Regions from separate parts of the Mus musculus genome. Here region 2 is linked to region 1. Evidence: chromatin contacts called from public Hi-C data. All regions are on one chromosome and are shown on one strand. The core of a region is the stretch at or near the end of the contact, and the rest is flanking DNA. Distances in the headings are between cores, read along the strand shown.

Region 1 (4,671 bases), core at 285-2,784:
AGACCCTCATCCTAGTTGCCTGGAAGTCAGTCTTTCACTAGCAGCCTTTGGATGAAGATGTAGAACTCTTAGCTCTGCCTGTGTCATGCCTGCCTGGATACTGCCATGCTCCCACCTTGATGATAATGGACTGAACCTCTGAACCTATAAGCCAGCCTCAAGTAAATGTTGTTCTTTATAAGAGTTGCCTTAGTCATGGTGTCTGTTCACAGCAGTAAAACCCTAAGACACCACCACACACTCAAAATAAATAATAAAATAGAGCATAAGTTTTTAGGAACAAAAGACTTTGTCTTAAATACGTAATAATGTTGTGATTGTATGGCCCTACAGAACAGCAAACCTTCCCTGTCTTTGTAAGTAACAAAGAACTGTATCCCATGTGTAAGAGAACACCAAAGTATTAAAGAACAGATACCAAATCTGGAGTTGGAGCTGCAACAAGTACCACCTCCTGCTAGTGCTTGCAATGACTGACAGTTGTTCTTGAGTGAATTTGCACTGGACAAACACGTATCAATGAGGAATAATATTTTAGTAATCACTCCTAAGTCCTCCAGACCTTTGATGACATTGTGGAGTTATCCACTCTCCAGGATATATAGCCTGAATGTACAAAGCCTGAATATTTCTACTCCCTTGCTAGCAGTTTCAATATAAATAAATAAATAAATAGGTGATATCTGAACTCCCTGGCATGGGTTAGGGAGACTACACATAGTCTACAATCCTACTCTGCCTTCACCACCGATAATGACTCTGGGCCAATAAACCCACTTATGCTTTTGATGTAATAAAATGTTAAGAACTTGTGTTATATTTGAAATGTAAATAAATAAAATAGCCTATAAAAATGTATGGTTAAAAAAGAATTTGTGTTATACAAAAGATTCAGATTTGTCTTTTTCGTGAGAGTTACAGTTTTCTTCAGCTTAGATCCTCAGTGCACCCCTTGAAACCCACTTGGGAAAGGGGGCCAGTTTCACTTCTGAAGGTGGACGTTATTTTGAATCTTAGATCAGAGCGGGCAGTGAGAGAACATTTCAAACAATGAGCATTCATTAGATCTTCTGTGAATTTATTGTTGCAAAAGCAAAATTTACTCTAAAAATACATTTTAAAGTAAGACTTAATAGCAACGGCCTTCTGTGTTAGTTCTATTAATTAGACTTTATAAGGCCATGTACACCTTAACCCCTTTAACCCCTGAGAAACAGCCATTATGACTTCTGCATGGCTGAAAGACTGACCCAAAAATAATGGAAATGATGCAAAATAAAAGCCTAATAATTCATAAAATTGGATGACCTGAATATTATAAAAGTGTGTTAAGAGCTGATAGAAATGCAAAATGGTGAGAATGTCAAAATGAGCAGAGAGACAAAAAATGTAATTATATAAACTATCCCAATACATGACAAATATAGCAATAAACAAGACCAGTCTCTTTCTCGGCCCAGTAAACTCACCTTCTAGCAAAGGCAAGGTTAGACTTTAGCAAAGGGAACACTCCAGAGCTTTTCTCCATTGGGAATTCAGTACTGCCAAAGTCCAAACACCCGCAGCCACAAAGGCCTGAGAATACAAACAATTACCCCATTCCATCGCCTGCACTGCTTTTCTAAGTAGGAGTTGATGGAAACACAACATGCCCATTTCTTTAATATGTTACGAGGCCTGCTTTCTTGGGGCAACCACAGTGTTAAGCAACTGTAACAGACTGAATAGAACTAAGGCTGAAACTATTTATTACCTTGAAGTTTATAGACAACATTGGCTGACACCTCACCTCTTACACTACAGGATGGCTGTTCACTGTGTCTCTTTGTCTCCCCAGTGCTGGTAAGTGTTCCTATAGGTAGGAAAAGTAACTTTGTTTTGATGTTTATTATAAGACAATTAAAAGAAACAGAATGGACAGGAATAAGATTAATCTCTGTGGAGCAAAAAAAAAAAAAAAAAAAACTTCAGCAAATACGAGTCCATGTTCCATCTTGCTGTGTGTTGATTTTGAAAACGGATCTAAAGTATCGCATTATTCAGCCTTAGTACTTCCTTTTGTGGTTGTTACTATGTAAAAATTATCAGTTGCCCCCCTAGGAAAATGACTAAATTTCCTTTCCCCATTGACATCAGGGTGAGCATATTTAGCACTTAGCCTGTCAGTTGTTTTACACAGTAAAAAGGTGGAGGTGAGCTAAGTCACTTCCAGACAACTGCTTGGAAAACCTGAGAATGACTGGTCCCTTCCTTTATTCTGAAATTTACAGAATGTAAATACATAAAGTTATTCACCAGCAACCTTCCTATAAAGGTGACTACAGATGAGCTGTAGCTCACTAATGAAAACCATGCTGAGTAAATACAAAATAGGATTGACTCGTGAAGCCATAGTGATCTGAGAGTTGATGCTAATGTGTAAGCAAGTTTATCCAGACGGCAGGTTGTACAGGTCCCTCGTTCATCAACATCAAATCATTCAAAGAGTTACATTTCACCAATGTGATACAAAACGCGAGGGATGCAATGATAAAGCAGAGAGAGGATTTCTCCGTGAAGGTGGTATACATATACTTTCACCTATTTCCCCTCTAACACCACAATAGTCATTCTGTTTAATTAATAGAAGTGATTATAAGAAGATTCTGAGGATGAAGACCTACTGGCTAGTGATATTGATTACCCAAGAAATTACATGATAGTGATCCCTTGAGTTTTATTTTTGCTTCCCTTTTCCATCCTTTGGAGCTAAAACCTAGAAGACAAAGAGAGCTAGGACACTGGCCTCCAGCGAGAAGTCAGGAGCCCCACCCCTGGGCTGATTCGTGCCACATTGCTTTATCCAACAATGCAGCACCCATGTCCTCCTTGGCTTCTTCTGAGAGAGGATAAGAGAAAGCCTACCTAGCAGTCAGGACTTTCTGCATATTCTAACCAGAACAAGCCCGCAAACTCCAATTTTGTGTCCATGTAGCCATTCCTTTCTCTCAGAAAGCATATCAGTAATGTTCTAGAGAGGTCCGTAGCATCCAGTAAACAGGGAGCCTTTTTCTTTGCTAAAGAGTAGAGGCCAACAGGGATCCTGGACTTCTTTATCTGATAAAAATAGAGCACAACTCATACTCTCCTCAGACCTGTCCACTCTGATACACAAAGAGAGCTCCAGGCTAATAGAGACCTTCACACACACACACACACACACACACACACACACAGAAAGACAGACAGACAGAGGCAGAGACAGAGAGACACAAAGACTGAGCAATTTTCAATACCCCAAATAAAAGAATTTCACAACAGATCCTAAAGACTATAAACTAGAGAATTAAAGAGTTTGTCATTAACTGTAAATTATAGGTGAAATAGATCAGTAGTAGAAAAAGTACAAGATGAAGGGCATTTGAATATTCCTGTAACTACTAGAGAAATTATTTGGGAAAAGTGGATCCTGCTCCCCCAAATTTGAAAATTTCTCAAAGTAAGAACCTGAATAATCAGTTGGCCTGGCTTAGTGCACACTAAAATGTTCAAACCAATTCTAGAAATCAAGAAGCAAAAAAAAAAGGTGGATGGCATTAAATTTGGGGCCCACCAAGACCAGAGACTGAGAGCCTGTGTCTACCCCACCTACACCAAACACCTTCTTCCAACCATGTAAGGACATTGATGGAAAATAAGGAAGAATACCTTCTTTTTGAATAGAAATAAAAAATTTCCTGATAACATATTACTAAATAGAACTCAGAAATTATATGTAACTACCAAGTAAAATTTGTCTTGTGTGCAAGGTTGGCTCAGTATTAAGAATTTTAAAAAGTATAATCTACTACCTCAAGGCTTTTACAAAGTAATATTTCACAAAACTCAATAATCCTCATTTAGTAAGAATTCTCAGGCAAAGAGTCATGTAAAACTATCCCAGCCTTGGCAAACAGCTGCAAAACCTACAGCATTTGTAGAAGATTGAAAAAAATTCCCCTAAAATAAGAATATTAGTTTTCACCACTTATTTTAAATAAGCTCTTGCTATGTTGCTTTTGATACTTAGCATTCAGTACATAATCTATGTTAGCCTCAAACTTGAGGCAATCCTCCTGCCTCCCTGCTTTGGATGATGACAATATACACATGAACCACTATCCCAACTACAACTTTCACTACTTCTATTCAAATAAAACAGAAAGTTCTACCAGTTTACTCAAGCAGAAAAAGAAAATTAATGAAAAAAGAATATTTTACAAGATACAGTCAGTATTTACAGAAAACACAATCATCTACATGGAAACCACCAAAGATTTTGGACAAGCTCAACCACTGTTAAATGAGATCAGTAAGTTCACAAGGTACAAGATAAAATATAAAGTTTATTATGCTTCTACTATTAGAAATGAACACAGACATTGAAGTTTAAAGTACAATGCCACTGAAGTAGTCCCATCAAAAGACAATATATATACATATATATATATATTAAACCATCCATGTGAATCCAACAAAATCTGTATATCACTTTCATGCTATAAGACATTGATTGACCGCTCTTTTAAAGATTGCCCCAGTTGACTTTCTATACCTATGATAAAGAAAGCACAGCAAAAAACATCTTAAGGGAGAAAAGGGAATTCTTTCACTCTACAGTTTAGAGTTACAGCTCCTGGTAGGAACTAAAGG
Region 2 (5,258 bases), core at 425-2,924, 170 kb after region 1:
TGGAACATAGGGCCCCCAATGGAGAAGCTAAAGAAAGCATCCAAGGAGCTGAAGGGGTCTGCAACCCTATAGGTGGAACAACAATATGAACTAACCAGTACCCCCAGAGCTCGTGTCTCTAGCTCCATATGTAGCAGAAGATGGTCTAGCCAGCCATCACTGGGAAGAGAGGCCCCTTGGTATTGCAACCTTTATGTGCCCCAGTACAGGGGAATGCCAGGGCCAAGAAGCGGGAGTGGGTGGGTAGGGGAGCATGGCAGAGGAAGGGTGTAGAGAACTTTCGGGATAACATTTGAAATGTATATAAAGAAAATATCTAATAAAAAAACAATAATGTATAGTGGGAATTCTTATTATTTTAAATTTTATAGTGTATCTGTTTAAAGAAACACAAATTAAATCTCTGCTGTTTAATCTGTAATTTGCCATTAATTTATAGCTTTCTCTTGCTCAATGAAAATGTCAGTCATCAGTGTCTAAAAAGAAATGGCCTCTTTCCAGGTGCCTTGCAGGCTTCACATTTTCAGCTACTTTTTTTAAAACTGTGAAACATGGTGCCCTCTACTGGAGGATCAGAAAATGGCTGCTGAGCCTTGGTAAGCCTGTTCTTTGATCAAATAACAGTCAGGCCAAAGAAAAGACATAAGAAGATAAAATGGGATCATTCTTTTCTAAGAAAAAGTTATTTTTTTCACAGATTTATAAATTAGTGAAACAACCCTCAAAAAAGATGTTCATAGAGTTGTCAAACCAAACCCTTAATTTTTTAAAATTCATATAATATTCTTTGGTTGTATTTTTTCCTCCCAAACTCCTTCAGCTTCTCTCCACCTTCTTACCACCCTTTGTCTTATTCGTAATCAGAAGTCCTACTATTATTTGTACTGGGAAGTCACTTGTAGAGGTGGCAGCTGTGGCTTTTCTTATACAACCTCTTAACCTCTGGTTAGTGTTGAGCAATGGAGAGAGAGGGTCAGATCTGTACCACTGAAGAACTTCTGTTCAGCTACTTAACTTCAACAGGCATCAGTTTCCTCACCATGAATTTCTGGAAAGCAACTTTTGTAACCTACATCTCCAGGATGTGGCAAAGTATGGTGATATAATGTGCTCTGTCTTCCTTTGTGGAACAATTTTGTAACACATAATGTCATTTAAAACAAAGCTTTCTCTATGAGAAGAAAAAGGATAGAACCTTGGTTAAACTACAGTCCAAAGAGCAGAGAATGTGGCTAAAGCCACATAGGAAGCATGGGGCTACTGCCCATCAGAGTCTGTTCAGTGTTTGTATACAGCATTGTACCAAAGATGTGCATATATAAAGATTTACAATAGGATAAAGGCTTATGCTTAAAATCTCCTGTAATTTAGGTAACCACGCTTAAAATACATAGAGGTTTTCTTATATTAATACGGTATGGAAAGCACTTTTAGTTGCATCTTTTTATTTTTAACTATTTTAAGACTGTAATGAAGATTACACTCAATGTTTTATTATGAAAATTGGCATACTATAGAAAAGAAACAAACTATAAATTAAAAATAAAGCGAAGCATCCGTAATATTCTAAGGATATTTCAAACACTATGTGCATAAACTAGATGAGAAACAATTCAGCCCTTGAATAGTCATGGCCACAGAGGGAATAACATCATGATCTTGGCCATTACTGTTCTTTAGGGACAGGTGCTGCTAGGAAACAGAAGCATAAGTCTTCTCTACCATTTGGGGTGACCATTCTGAACAGAGAATGAAAATAATCCCCAAGTGGCAGCAAGTCCAGACCCAAGAATGGCTTCTAGAAACGTATGCCAATGATTATTCCTGTCTAAGACCAGCATTCACGTGGAAGATGTTCATGTCCTGATCATCTTAGCTGTTTATTCCCACCAATCACAAGAGTGCTGCATACTGCATAACTCTTTTGTTTCCCGTTGTGTGTTGTTCAGTATATTTATTCATTTAAAAATATATTCTGGGTCCATCACATAGAAGAGGCTGTCCTCAAGTCCTTACATCTAATTTTAGGAATTCTTTGCAAATTACAGACTGTTTACTCTCAAATTCCACCTACTTTCCTACAGTCAGCACTGATGTACCCAGTGGTGTGCATGTTGTGAAAATGTGTAGCAAAACTGTAAACATGAATTTCACCTAAATAAGGTTGTATCAATAATTAAGTTTAGGAGCTTGGTAGATAGCACAGTTGGTATAGTGCATGCCACACCAAGAAACCTGCCTTGGTAAATACAACACAGAGTAATCATCAAAGACACTGTAGTCTGACCCTTATTTACATACAAACACACTTTCACATGTACTTCCACTGGTACACACACATGTATGTATGCCCACACATATTGGAATATGCATATGCACAACACCACACACACACACACACACACACACACACACACACTCACACACACACTAGCATATATATCAAATTAACCTTGAGAATTAGTTGACCTATAATTATACCAGTCTATAGAATGAGATTTTAGTGTTTGTGCTTTTGAGCTTTTGTTTTTATTTGTATAAACTCCTGCTGTCAGACACAAAATATAAGTGAACTTCTATAACACAGGCACTGTACTGTTTTGATTGCTGTATGTTCAGGGCTCAGTTTTGTATCTGGTGGACGCTAGGTGCTAAATTGAAGTTGAGGCAGTAAATGAGAATATAAATAAAATTTCTGTGGTCAAAGAACAACAAATAGCTTTCTTCCACATTCATTTTTATATTGTTCTACTCAACTTCTCACCCCAGTGGCAAAATATCCAAGAAGGAAACAACATTAAAAGCGGGGGGGGGGGGGGGACGGGGATTTATATTCTTGGCTCCTAGTTTCAAAGGTTTCAATCTATGGTTAGTTGGTTTCATTGTTTTTAGGCCTGTAGCAAGACAGAACATCACTTAGGTAAAACAGTGGGGGAGCCAGGTGGCTTATATCATAGTGAGCACAAAGCAAAGAGATGGATGAGAAGTAGAGCACATGATGTACTCTTGTAATGCTTGACACCCTCCCAGCTCCAGTGATCTGTGACACTAGACAAAGTTTCAGAATCTAGAATTTCTACCAGTTGTAGACATTAACTGGCACCAATCTTTTGGGTGTCATGTAATGCCCAGAGGTCACATTTTAGATCCAAACCATAGCTTCTACAATTACTATTAAAAGAAGAAAAAATAAAAGAAGAGAACAGGAAGAGAAAGGAGAGGAGAGGAGAGGAGAGGAGAGGAGAGGAGAGGAGAGGAGAGGAGGGGAGGGGAGGGGAGGGGAGGGGAGGGGAGGGGAGGGGAGGGGAGGGGAGGGGAGGGGAGGGGAGGGGAGGGGAGGGGAGGGGAAGGGAAAGGAAAGGAAAGGAAAGGAAAGGAAAGGAAAGGAAAGGAAAGGAAAGGAAAGGAAAGGAAAGGAAAGGAAAGGAAAGGAAAGGAAAGGAAAGAAGCAGGTTAGAGAGATTACTCAGTGGTTAAGAACTGATTGTTCTTCCAAAGGTCCTGAGTTCAATTCCCAGCAACCACAGGGTGGCCCACAACCATCTATAATGGGATCTGATGTCCTCTTCTGGTGTGTATGAAGACAGCTACAATGTACTTAATAAATAAGACAAACAAACACATCTTTATAAAAAAGGAAAGAAAAAGGGCCTGAACTTGGCAGAAAGTCCCATGGTTTCCAGAGGACTCTCCACCCCACAGGTGCCCTAGCATCCCCAGGATCTTAGGATCACTGGTGAGTGGAACACAATATCTGTTCCAACAGAACTGGGGAAAATGGGGCTACCTAGAGCAAAGACACAGGAACCCTGCCCGATCATAGCAAGTCCTGTATATACCATCACACCAGAAAAGCAAGATATGGATCTAAAGTCACTTCTCATGATGATGATGGAGAACTATAAGGACATATATAACTCTCTTTAAAAAATGCAGGAGAATACATCCAAACAGGTAAAAGAATTGAACAAAACCATCCAGGACTAAAGATGGAAGTAGAAACAATAAAGAAATCACAAAGGGAGACAACACTGGAAATAGAAAACCTAGGAAAGAAGTCAGGAACCATAGATGCAAGCATAACAAACAGAATACAAGAGATAGAAGAGAGAATCTCAGATGCAGAAGATACCATAGAAAACATTGACACAACAATTAAATAAAATTCGAAATGCAAAAAGATACTTACCCAAAACATCCAGGAAATCCAGGATACAATGAGAAGACCAAACCTAAGGATAATAGGAATAGATGAGAAGGAAGATTTCCCACTTAAAGGGCCAGTAAATATCTTTAACAAAATTATAGAAAAAAAACTTCCCCAACTTAAAGAAAGAGATGCCAATAAACATACAAGAAGTCTACAAAACTCAAAATAGTTTGGACCTAGAGAAGAATCCCTCCCATCATATAATAATCAAAACACTAAATGCACACAACAAAGAAAGAATATTAAAAGCAGTAAGGGAAAAAGTTCAAGTAACATATAAAGGCAGACCTATCACAATTACACCTCACTTCTCACCAGAGACTATGAAAGCCAGAAGATCCTGGGGAGATGTCATACAGACCCAAAGAGAACAAGTATGCCAGCCCAGGCTACTATACCCAGCCAAACTCTCAATTACCATAGATGGAGAAATGAAAGTATTCTATGACAAAACCAGATTTGCACAATATCTTTCCACTAATTCAGCCCTTCAAAGGATAATAAAGGGAAAACTCCAACACAGGAAGGGAAACTATGCTCTAGAAAAAGCAAGAAAGTAATCTTTCAACAAACCTAAAAGAAGATAGTCACATGAATAAAATTCCAACTCTAACAACCAAAATAACAGGAAGCAACAATTAGTTTTTCTTAATATCTCTTAATATCAATGGACCCAATTCCCAAATAAAAAGACATAGAATAACAGACTGGTTATGTAAACAGGATGCAACATTTTGCTGCATACAGGAAACACACCTCAGTGACAAAGACAGATACTACCTCAGAGTAAAAGACTGGAAAACAATTTTCTAAGAAAATGGTCCCAAAAACCAAGCTAGAGTAGCCATTCTAATATCAAACAAAATCAACTTTCAACTTAAAGTTATCAAAAAAGATAAGGAGGGACACCTCATACACATCAAAGGTAAAATTTACCAAGATGAACTCTCATTTCTAAATATCTATGCTCCAAATGCAAGTGCATCCACATTCACTAAAGAAACTTTAGTACAGCTCAAAACACACATTGCATCATACAAAATAATAG

Evidence for each region. Hi-C and Micro-C count contacts between places; a contact is called where the count stands out from the background.
Region 2: a contact with region 1 is called in a Hi-C map of olfactory sensory neurons, with 4 times the contacts expected there. The contact joins two enhancer-like sites. A contact is called at or near these places in 3 of 39 promoter capture datasets (the C10 cell line, embryonic stem cells and hippocampal neurons), 7 of 15 datasets of contacts at CTCF or cohesin (embryonic stem cells, hippocampal excitatory neurons, large pre-B cells and 3 more), 188 of 484 Hi-C or Micro-C datasets (the 63-12 cell line, the AML12 cell line, the AtT-20 cell line and 90 more), 18 of 115 datasets of contacts at active chromatin or transcription factors (PVALB interneurons, astrocytes, a beta-TC-6 cell line and 6 more) and 3 of 9 other capture datasets (embryonic stem cells, embryonic tail and pancreatic islet).

The regions. Positions count from the first base shown.
Region 1 is chr1:96,852,162-96,856,832 of GRCm38.p6, forward strand. The region is part of intron 2 of Slco4c1 (solute carrier organic anion transporter family, member 4C1); the gene reads right to left. Among named protein-coding and RNA genes, the nearest start is that of Panct2, 17 kb to the right of the region's middle. Within about 2 kb of position 1,535, at least 1 of the 459 cell types and tissues checked has an H3K27ac peak or open chromatin away from gene starts, as enhancers often do. A contact at or near this core is called in olfactory sensory neurons, where this site is marked.
Region 2 is chr1:97,018,612-97,023,869 of GRCm38.p6, forward strand. No RefSeq gene overlaps it. Among named protein-coding and RNA genes, the nearest start is that of Slco6b1, 24 kb to the left of the region's middle. Within about 2 kb of position 1,675, at least 9 of the 459 cell types and tissues checked have an H3K27ac peak or open chromatin away from gene starts, as enhancers often do. A contact at or near this core is called in olfactory sensory neurons, where this site is marked.